Linked DNA regions of Mus musculus: regions 2 and 3 are each linked to region 1. Evidence: chromatin contacts called from public HiChIP or PLAC-seq and promoter capture Hi-C data. All regions are on one chromosome and are shown on one strand. The core of a region is the stretch at or near the end of the contact, and the rest is flanking DNA. Distances in the headings are between cores, read along the strand shown. Region 1 holds the start of Ndst2 (N-deacetylase/N-sulfotransferase (heparan glucosaminyl) 2). Region 2 holds the start of Cfap70 (cilia and flagella associated protein 70). Region 3 overlaps Adk (adenosine kinase).

Region 1 (3,295 bases), core at 482-2,981:
TTTAATCCTTTCCTAAGGGAGTGGATTTGCAGACACCGTAGTAGTAGTAGTAGTAGTTGTTGTTCTTCTCTTCTCTTCTCTTCTTTTCTTTATTTCTTTCTTTCTTCCCCTCCCCCTCCTCCTCTTCCTCTTCTTCTTTTGGTTTTTTGAGACAGGGTTTCTCTGTGTAGCCCTGGCTGTCCTGGAACTCACTCTGTAGACCAGGCTGCCTCGAACTCAGAAATCCACCTGCCTCTGCCTCCCGAGTGCTAGGATTAAAGGTGTGTGCCACCACGCCCGGCTCTCTCTCTCTCTTGTTTATTTTTACTTATGTACTTTATGGATATAGGTACTTTGTCTACATGTACATCTGCACACCAGAAGACAGCATCAGATTGTAGGCCACCATGTGGGTGCTGAGGACTGAACTCAGGGCCTTTGGAAGTTTGGAACCACTAAGCTACCTCTCCAGCCCCAACAATACTTTTCATTTGAGACACACTGCAAGTACTTGCTCAGCCACACAAACAGAAGGTGAAGCAACTGGCGTCACTGAGCAGAGGGCACAAACTGATAAGCTCTTGTGGTCAGTAGTTTAGGATATCTTAAAAGTTTATCAGTAAATGCAAGAAGCACCTGTATTTAATGTCAGCTCTAACAGTTATGAAAACACATATAACTAGTAGTAGTTCCATTTTACACACGCATAATTTCTGGCCCAGAGAAGTTTAGTAACTTACCCGAGATTACAAAGCTCCGTTTGTGGATGAACTGGGATTCAAAGGTCAGGCCTGTCAACCTCCTGTGTTGTAACCACTGTATTTTAGCTTCATACCTAGAGGAAGCCAGTGAGATTTAGAGAGGGGATCATGTGAGAACTTTTGGTGGGGGAGCAGTGGGATGACTAAGTTGGAGGAAGAACATGTGTGTGGCAGTGGAAAGTTTCTGAGGAAGGAGAAACCTAAGGGTCGTCTGCCAAAGTGGGCAGCAAATACAGGGTCAGGGTGGGCTGGAGGTGTGGGCCCACCACTGGAATAAACAACAGGGGCCACGCTGTGGGAGGAAGGACCTGACCTTGAGGATAGAAGGACCCTCCTGCGGGAACTACGGGAAATGGGGAGCCCACAGGTGGGGGAGCTGGAGGGAAAGGGGCAGGGGTGCGGCCGAGAGTTGGCATCCAGACAGGCACTGGGTTTAAGAACCCCGTGTGCCCTGGGCGGAGTGGCCAGAATAAGGCAACTGAGGGGAGGCCAGCGGCTGGGACTCGGGGCAGGGTGCACAGGGCCAGATGGGTGGTCGCCCAGGACGACCCTGCGGGTGGTTTCGGTGGCGACACTCGCAGGAAGTCTGATCGCGAAAACCGAGGGCGACCGTGGACGGGAGACTGCTCTCAAAGATGGCTCACCCGGTGGAGTGGGCGGCGTCCCCGCTGTCCCCGGGCCCTGCCGCGTCCCGGGGCTGCCCGGCTTCCCTGCTCGCGGGGCCTCGGGCCGCGTCGCGGCGGCTCCGCCATCTCCGAGCGAACGCTCCGCCGCAGTCGGGCTCAAGTACCGCTCCCACCAGGGGGAGGCGGCGCGCTGCGGCTCGTGGTGCCCGCTCAGGTCCGCGCGCTCCCCGAGCGTGGCCGCTGCGTGACCGGGACCTGGGATAAGCCGACGGCCCTCCGCAGTGCTCAGCCCAGCCGCAGCCTCCCAGCCCTCCGGCCTCGCGCTCAGCCCACCAGGGTGGACCCCGTCCTCCACGCCGGGTGGCACAGTCTGCGGAGCGTCGGGGCGGGCCCAGGGCCCAGGCCTGTCCACTCAGACCCGCGGAGGAGGGAGCCCGCGTACCAAGGGCGGGGCCACCTCCGCCTGGGGCGGGGCGAAGACTCGGCCCACCGCCTAAGAGGCTACTTCCTCCCTGCCACCCCCCAATACAGCAGCCCAGGCTGAGTTTATGAGAAGTTTTCTTCCTTGCTCCCCAAGGGAATGGGCAAAAAGATGTTCGTCTCCTAGTGAAGCCTTGTCACGCAGGCTGCTAAAATCTAAGCCCACGGCTACGAGCCTCCAACAGCAATAACACAATGGACTGTTTAAAGGTTATTTTATTAAATATCTTCAAGGTTTCATTGTAACAAAGCTATGAAGGGACTACCAACATTCAGAACAAACACTATTTTAAATTATTTCTATGTCATCATGCAAAAGTTCTGCATCAAATGCCTTCCATTTCCTGTTTAAAAGGTGGTTTGTTTTTTAAATAGTCTATTAATAGTCTATAGATGCTGACATTAGCCCCAGAAGTGGAGTAAGAACGCTAAGAAGTGGGGCTGGAGCAGCCACATGAAGCTATGGGTCTCAAAGAGCTCTAAGACCATTTGTTGTCTTCAAGCCAGCAAAACCAAACCCTGTGATGAAGGTATCTGTTGGCTGGCACTGCAGGCTGCAGGGCAGGAAGGGTCTAGGGTCCAGGGTCTGAGGCATGCACAAGTGCTTGAGGAGCCTGGCTAAATTCAAGCACCAGCACCCATGCGTTTGTTCTCTTCTCAGCTGGCTCCATACTCTGTAGTTCTCTTTTCCCAGCTCCTGTGCCTCCTGAAGGTCACCCAAGGAGCTGAAATCTACCCCCCCCCCCAATGCAGATAATGTGCAGTTGTTTGGTGGGAGGGAACCAAGACTATGACCAATTGCCTCTTCCATTATCTTCTCTGTTATCTGCCTAAGGTACAGACCTTTTCTTCCTGGAATGGACCTCCTTGAGCACAGAGAGGGACAATGAATGCAGGAGCCTTGGCTCTGGACCCCTTTGTGGGTACATGCAGGCGAGGGGGTGATGCCCATGCAGATTGTCCAGCAGAAAAGTCTATACTTCGGTTGGTCAATAAAGAGCCTCTTTAAAGAGGACACTTCTCACCCAAGCAGTCAGTTCGATCTCAAACCCAGGGAAAGAGTTGGGCGTGCAGCATGGGAAGAAGGGAGGCAGCCCAGAGGGCAGCCAGAATGCATAGAAACAACCACCAACTCTTACCCACTGCCTCACTCCTCCCATCCCACAGGGGCACTTGGCAGAGGGCCCAGGCCTAGATGAGGGTCAGCATGGGGACCACCACCATGAAAATACAAGACAAAGATGGTCCAGATCAGCACACAAACAACTGCCAAAAGTGGCAAAAGGAGCCCTGGCCAACGACTTCTGGATCTCTCCTTGTTATGTCAGGAAAACCAACAGGAAACAAAGTAGCAATCCCTCCCCCTTTCCACCAGCAGAAATCGGGCCTCAGTCTCAGGCCCACGTGCATTGTGCATCCTCTAGAAATGGATGAGTTAAGTGCATGTCA
Region 2 (3,236 bases), core at 379-2,878, 280 kb before region 1:
GTGTAAAGAATAATGAACTTAGATTCAGAAAGACAAATCTGTGTATTTTCTCTCATATGAAGTATTTATATTTAAATATGTAATATATACATGACAAGAGATAGAAGTGGGTGTGTAGAAGGAGGGTACAAAGGGAGGAGGGATAAAGAAGGATAATGCAAGGGAAAAGAGACAAATACCACATCTTCCCTCCCCTAGGCAGCACCTAGGTTTAAACACACATTACAGGAAAGCAGATGTGGGACTGTTTGGGGTTGAGGGAGGGAAGGGAAGGGAAGAGAAAAGTCAGGCAAATGGGAGAAAGAATCTAAATTAAGTACAAGGACTGAGATATGTAGATCTGTCGTAGATTTGTTTTGTGTGTTTACTGAAAATAAATTTGAAATCTGAAGTAGAACATATCTCTGAGGACCTGTGCATCTGTGCATACTGTGTGCATCCATGTGGGACAGGTAATGCCTTCAGACTTCACAGTCACCATGCCATTTCCCAGTGACTCCCTCAGTCTTGCCCTTGCCTAAAAGCCTGACTTGTCACCCAAATGCTTCCAGGCCCTTTCAGGGCCTCAGTGGCACTGGCAATGTTCTTATCAAGTATGTATTAGGGATCTGTACCATATGAGCTAGCTCATCTGGGTTCCTTGTGCCAAACAAATACACCTTTGAGTCTAAGTGTTTTATTCTAATCCATTCCATTTCTGTCAAAATCATTTAAAACTGCATTAAGTTAGGGACAGGGACAGATGCTGAGGAGATATAAGCCCCCAAGTCTAGTGAGGAAGAGAGATATGTTGATAGACCAAGAGGTGTAAGCTTTGTGGCAGCCAGTCTGACAGATGACTGGGGAGTGGGGAGGGAACTAGCTTTCAATTATGCCTTGGCACACTCTAAAGCCTTCACATATGCCACACAGATAGAAAGAAGAGAGTGAGTTTCAGGCAAGTCTAGTCTGTGGTCTGGCTTAGGGTGCCTCCCTCCCTGCCCCAGCGTATGCATATAATCACTTTGGAACCCTCACATTCACTGTCTTATTCTCTTCTGATCATCTTTCTTAAAGCAGCTACCAAGGCTATTCATTCACTTTGAACATTTCATAGTCGATGAAGATTGTCTCCAACTCAGAAACAGTCGCCGTGGCTGTGAATTCAGCTCGTTCTCTGTCCGGGACATTGGTTTTGTTTACGAGGATGGCGCTGTGGTGGTTTACCTTGCAGTGCTAAGCAGATAAGAGCCTCACGCACGCGGTGCAGACACTTCACAGAACCAGATCCACAGTCCCAGCCGTGGAGACTGGCGACTTTCCTACTGAGTAACTGTGACCTTGCATGAATGCCCAACTATTGTTCTTGCCCTCAACAAGGCGTCCATTTCTAGTCACAGGCTCAGAGGCAGGACAGCTACCAATCGACTTGGGGATAGCATAGAGTAAGGAGATGGGACTGGATCCAGCTCTGGATGAAGCCGGATCTTGGGCACAGCTGGGCTGAGCGAGAACTTCAACCTGGTCTTAGCTGTAGGGAAAGAGCTCAGAATCCTAGAAAAAAAGATCTGGGGAGTGGGAGCAACAGCTTCACCTATAGCCCCTAAAAGGGAGTTACTGGCTTACCTGAGGCAGACGCTGGTTTTCTGTAACTATAGCAACCAGCTAGCTCTCGCGAGAACTTGTTTTTTCCCCACCTCAAAGAAGGAGGTTGCAAATTTGGCTTGTGCTCTGAAAACCACGCCCCTTGGGTGTTTCTCCTTTGCAAGTTTGGGTTAAAATGTAGCTTTCCACCTTTCAAATCTTTTTCCTTTACGATTAATTTCATTATCCACAAAAAATAGAATGATAAAATTAAAAGGAACTTTAAGGAAAGAAACCTTAGATGTCTCCAAAAAAAAAAAAAGTCTTTACTAAACAACTCCCATTTTAGCAGGGTGCCCTGGCCCTTGTCTCTAGTTCTAGCTACTTGGGAGTCCGAGGCAAAAAAGGATTGCTTAAGGATTGCTTGAGTGGGTGTTTGAGGCTATACTGGGCAATATAAAAATCGTCTGCCCTTGAAAAGTAAACTAGTAATTTAGATCTTTTCTCAAAATACCTGTACCTTAAATGCTGACTCTTGGATCTGTAGACGGTTCAGCAGTTAGGAGACCTTACACTCTTCCAGCGGGCCCAATCTCAACTCCCAGTACACAAGGGGCAACTCCAGCCCCAAGTGGTCCAGTGCCGCCTTCTGGTGTGAGTGTCAGTGCTTGCAAAGGGAAGAAACAAAAATAAATCTTAAAAAAAAAAAAAGTTGATTCTCAACTTGGTATGCATAGCAAGTTCCAGGCCAGATAGGGCCACATAGCCAAGTTCTTCCTGTGTTTGCAAAGCACACTCTACACCGCTAAGTTTGGCCCCCAGCAATGGCCATATCTAATAATATAATCAGAAGTATATGTACAAGGTCTAAGCAATTGCTATCAAAATCGTAACTGACAGGCTGGTGTGACAGGCCACAAGAGTGTGACGTGCTCTGGCAGAGGCCCAAGCCTGGTTCACAGCACCCACGCTGGGTGGCTCAGAAGTGACTCTAGTTCTAGGGGACCCCCAGGTCACCTGATGCCTCTAGTCTTCACGGCCACCTGCATCCATGTGCATATACCACACAAAGACACATATTCACACACATAATTCAAAACATAAGTCTTTAAAATAAACACTACTGACTTTGTCAGAAATTAAGAGGATTCACACTTCCCTATTTCATAATGTCCTATAGAAGGATTGGCCTATAAAGTATTAAGGAACAAGGACAGATAATACAGGCCAAAGGAAACGAATCAAGAGTGACAAGTACACACCTAACAATCCTGACCAACAGATTTGAACAAGATGGCCAAGACAACCCAAGGAGGTAAAGAGCACGCAGGTCGACCAAGTCCAGCTCGGTGAACCAATTCACTTATTCAGTCTTACTTGCAGGGACGCAGACAACTCAGGCGCTCGCTATGGAGCAGTGGGGATCTGAGATCAAGGCACAAGAGGGCATGTGAAGCTGAGCGCGTGTCCGCCATCCCTGCAAATTACATCAGGATGGGAAGTAGGGACTGGGGACTCTTGAAGATCAAGTCAGAGAGGTGGCATGCAGAGCAGTTGAGAAGGGACCATCTCAAAACAAGGTTGTGCTCTGACCTCTACACACTGTGGTATATATGGCACTTCATGAATGCATATGTAACAACGCTCACGTGAATGTATGTGTACGCACACAC
Region 3 (3,234 bases), core at 431-2,930, 350 kb after region 1:
TACATAAGTACACTGTAGCTGTCTTCAGACACACCAGAAGAGGGCAGGGCGCCAGATCTCATCACAGTTGGTTGTGAGCCACCATGTGGTTGCTGGGATTTGAACTTCAGAAGAGCAGTCAGTGCTTTTAGCTGCTGAGCCATCTCTCCAGCCCCCGAGTAAAATGTTTTTAAAGTTCATCCATGTCATATCAGCTTATCAGTATCTCATTTCTTCTCATGGTTGAATACGTTTTGATGTGTAGGTTATTTTGTTAAGCCAGCTCTATGGGTTATTTTCAGTCTGGCTGTTGTGAATAGTAGTACTGTGAGCACCCATGTGTAAGTTTTGTGTTGCCATATGTTTGTTTCTCTTAGGGAAGGATGCAGCTTCATAGGATAATTTTATGTTATTTTGTGAACAAAAATTCCTGGATAGAAGCTGACAACAAAGGCTGACTGACTCATTAGAACTTTAATGATGTGGAAATGATGGAATGTTGCCAAGCCAAATTATCTTGGGCTATCTTTAACACACTTAATAACCATTTATTACCTTCCTCTCCGTGTGACCTAATATCTTTGTGACCGTTAGGTAAATCTTTTGGAATGTACAGACAGACCCCTGCAGATAACATCTGAAGTCCATAGTTTGATTTCCCAGCTTTTCTAATATTTCTACCAATGTATTCAGAAAGGGTCTTGATTTATGATTTTCTTGTGTTACTATAAAACTTTATTAAACTGTTACATTATTGGAACATGGCATTTGGTAAACTATTTCTGGGTATAATCACTCACATTTGGCTTCAGAACAAACCATGTTTTTTGTTCCTTTGAGGTAAAAGCCCCCATTTTTCTGTCTCCTTCCTTCTCTGTCTCTTCTTCCTTCTTTAGAAACTTCATCCCTGTTTACCAATGTGGCTGCATCATTTTACATTTCCAACAATGTCTGAGGATCCAGTTTTTCACATTCCTGTTATACTTGCTACTGTTTCCCAGTCTGCTTAGAGATACTGTGCCTGTCGAGGCACATCCTAAACACGCAGCCAGAGCTTACAGCAGTAAAGCTGTCGTTTGTGCTTGTGCGGTCTTCTGCCCAGGCAGATATGGGTGCTTCGGGCCTTCCCTTGTCTTCCTTAAGCTTGGCCACTGCAATTTTAGGAACATTCTGGAGGTTCCCTCTGTGGATGTTTTTTCCTTACACTTTCCCTTTTATGTTTTTGGTTAACTTGTTTGTTCCAACTGCTTCAAGCAGCTGGAATGTTAAACAGTTGCAGCTGGTTGTATTTGAGATGCTCTTTGGGAAACTCTGAGCACAGGGCAAGCTCAGGATCAGCTCAAACACGGGAAGGCTTGAGCTTCTGAAGGACCTGTCAGTTAGCTGAAATGATTGCAGTTCTCCGAAATAGAGCTTTGATAGTGTACCAGCACATTTCTCACCTCTCAGGGGCTGCCTGGCATCTGGCTTCAGTCTGTGAGGGTTGTTTCTTCTCAGAATCACTATGAAACTGGGGAGAGGCAGAGAGGGATCTCTATTCCTGTGATAAAACTGTAAAAGCAACTCGGAGAGGATAGGGTTTATTTCTGTGTACAGCCCAGATCCCAGTCCATTGTCAAAGGAAGGCAGCACAAGAACACAGGCAGGGCAGGCCGCTGGGGAACCCAAGCATGGCTCTGAAGCGATGCTGCTTAGTGGCCCTCTCCTCCTGCCTTGTTTAGTTTGCTTTCATATACAACCTAGATCTGCCTGCTTGCTCAGGGTGCACTCCAACCCCCCTGGCCTTTCACATCAATCATTAATCAAGAAAATGGCCTACCAAATTGCCTGCAGGTGTTTTCTCAATTGAGTTTCTTCTTCCTAGATAATTCTAACTAGTGTCAGGTTGATACAAATCTACTAAGACCTTAAGTAAAACCACTAGGAAGCTAGCTGCCCTACCTGCATTCAGCCACTCTCCCATAGCTGGTTATGTATTTTCTTCTCCTTTGGAGCTCTTATAATTGTAAAAGGATGAGTCAGTTTTGCAGTCTGAAAATTATTATTCATTTATAAGCTGGGTGGGGTGGCCCATGCCTGGACATGAATCACAGAGCAGCCTAGACTACACAACAAGACCCTGTCTCAAGCAGACAAATGTGGCAAACATGTCAATATTTCAGTGTTAGGTATAAAAAAGATACTGAGACAAACGGTCACTTATGTAGTTGCTTTGTCAGTCAGGCCAGACCCTGTCAGGAAATTGCTCGAATGGCCCCATTCATTCGTGAGGAAATAGTGCAATGCTTTAGACACACGTCACTTTTCTTCTGTCTAGCATCTTCAACCTTCTACTCCTTTGGTAATTTCTTTTTGCGCTAAACATGTATGTTTCGGGGCTGGAGAGATGATGGTGCAAAGGTTAAGAGCCCTTACTGATCCCCAGATGAGCAGTTCCTTGACCCAAGCTCTGTGACTCCAGCTCCGGGAGATCTGGAGCCCTTGTCTGGCTTTGGAGGGCACTTGAACATATGTGGCCGTGCACACACCCTCTCTCACTGTAAATAAGAAGAAAACGAAATGTTAAAGAAATATGTATGTTCAGATTCCAACTTCTTGGGACCAACTTTTACCTTCCTCATACACCAGGTGTTTTAGAATTACTCAGGCCATCTAGGTGATTGAGCCCGCCCTTCTGTGGGAGGGTTTCCTGACCATCTTCCACCATCGCATCTAGTGAGATGAGCTTCCATATGTTCTTCTACATTTGGATGAAACAGTTTGATACATAAAACCACAAACTCTGCTATTTATTCCCCAGAAGAGTCTGTTGTCAAAGACAGTCTGGAAGGGGACTGACTGGTCTGGCCACCCAGTCTCAAAACCTGTAAAAATAGCCAGACTTAAAATGGAAGGCAGGAAAGAGGAGATTTATTCAGTGTGGCTACTTGGAAAGAGGGGCAGAGATTCGGGCCCCTGCCCTCAATCTGTCTTCAGGATCCTGGAGAGAGATTAAAGTTTAAATAGCCGGCCAGGAATGTACACATCTGTGGTAACAATCAAGGTGTCTGCTCTTCCGCTCTCACCCTGGAAGGTGGTCTGACAAGCTGGTGGAGCTGTGTGAAATCTTTCCTGGAGACAAATCCTTTCTTTATCTAGCTCCTTCCCTTCTCCCAGCATGAGATTCCTGGAGAAATTCCCATTTCTTTGGAGTTCATTGTTTCAATAGTGTGAGTCAGATTGAGAGACATTAGTGTCCCTTTAGAATACCTTTAT

The links. Promoter capture Hi-C pulls out the DNA fragments that hold promoters and counts their contacts. HiChIP or PLAC-seq counts read pairs in DNA pulled down with a chosen protein or histone mark.
Region 2: a promoter capture Hi-C map of embryonic stem cells shows a contact between it and region 1. The contact joins the promoter of Cfap70 here to the promoter of Ndst2 in region 1. A contact is called at or near these places in 3 of 39 promoter capture datasets (the C10 cell line, embryonic stem cells and liver), 1 of 484 Hi-C or Micro-C datasets (embryonic stem cells) and 3 of 9 other capture datasets (adipose tissue, liver and pancreatic islet).
Region 3: a contact with region 1 is called in an H3K27ac HiChIP or PLAC-seq map of extraembryonic endoderm stem cells. The contact joins the enhancer-like site here to the promoter of Ndst2 in region 1. A contact is called at or near these places in 3 of 39 promoter capture datasets (cranial neural crest, erythroid cells and hematopoietic stem and progenitor cells), 1 of 484 Hi-C or Micro-C datasets (embryonic stem cells), 3 of 115 datasets of contacts at active chromatin or transcription factors (extraembryonic endoderm stem cells, pancreatic cancer cells and trophoblast stem cells) and 4 of 9 other capture datasets (adipose tissue, liver, macrophages and 1 more).

Annotation. Positions count from the first base shown.
Region 1 is chr14:20,732,831-20,736,125 of GRCm38.p6, forward strand. Ndst2 (N-deacetylase/N-sulfotransferase (heparan glucosaminyl) 2) reads right to left here and starts at 1,732. Exons shown (of 15, transcript NM_010811.2): 1 at 1,385-1,732; 2 at 720-814. Camk2g (calcium/calmodulin-dependent protein kinase II gamma) reads right to left here. Exons shown (of 21, transcript NM_001360186.1): 21 at 2,043-3,295.
Region 2 is chr14:20,450,597-20,453,832 of GRCm38.p6, forward strand. Cfap70 (cilia and flagella associated protein 70) reads right to left here and starts at 1,629. Exons shown (of 29, transcript NM_029698.1): 1 at 1,606-1,629.
Region 3 is chr14:21,085,826-21,089,059 of GRCm38.p6, forward strand. All of the region lies in intron 1 of Adk (adenosine kinase), which reads left to right. Among named protein-coding and RNA genes, the nearest start is that of Adk, 35 kb to the left of the region's middle. Within about 2 kb of position 1,681, at least 124 of the 459 cell types and tissues checked have an H3K27ac peak or open chromatin away from gene starts, as enhancers often do. A contact at or near this core is called in adipose tissue, embryonic stem cells, extraembryonic endoderm stem cells and 4 more, where this site is marked.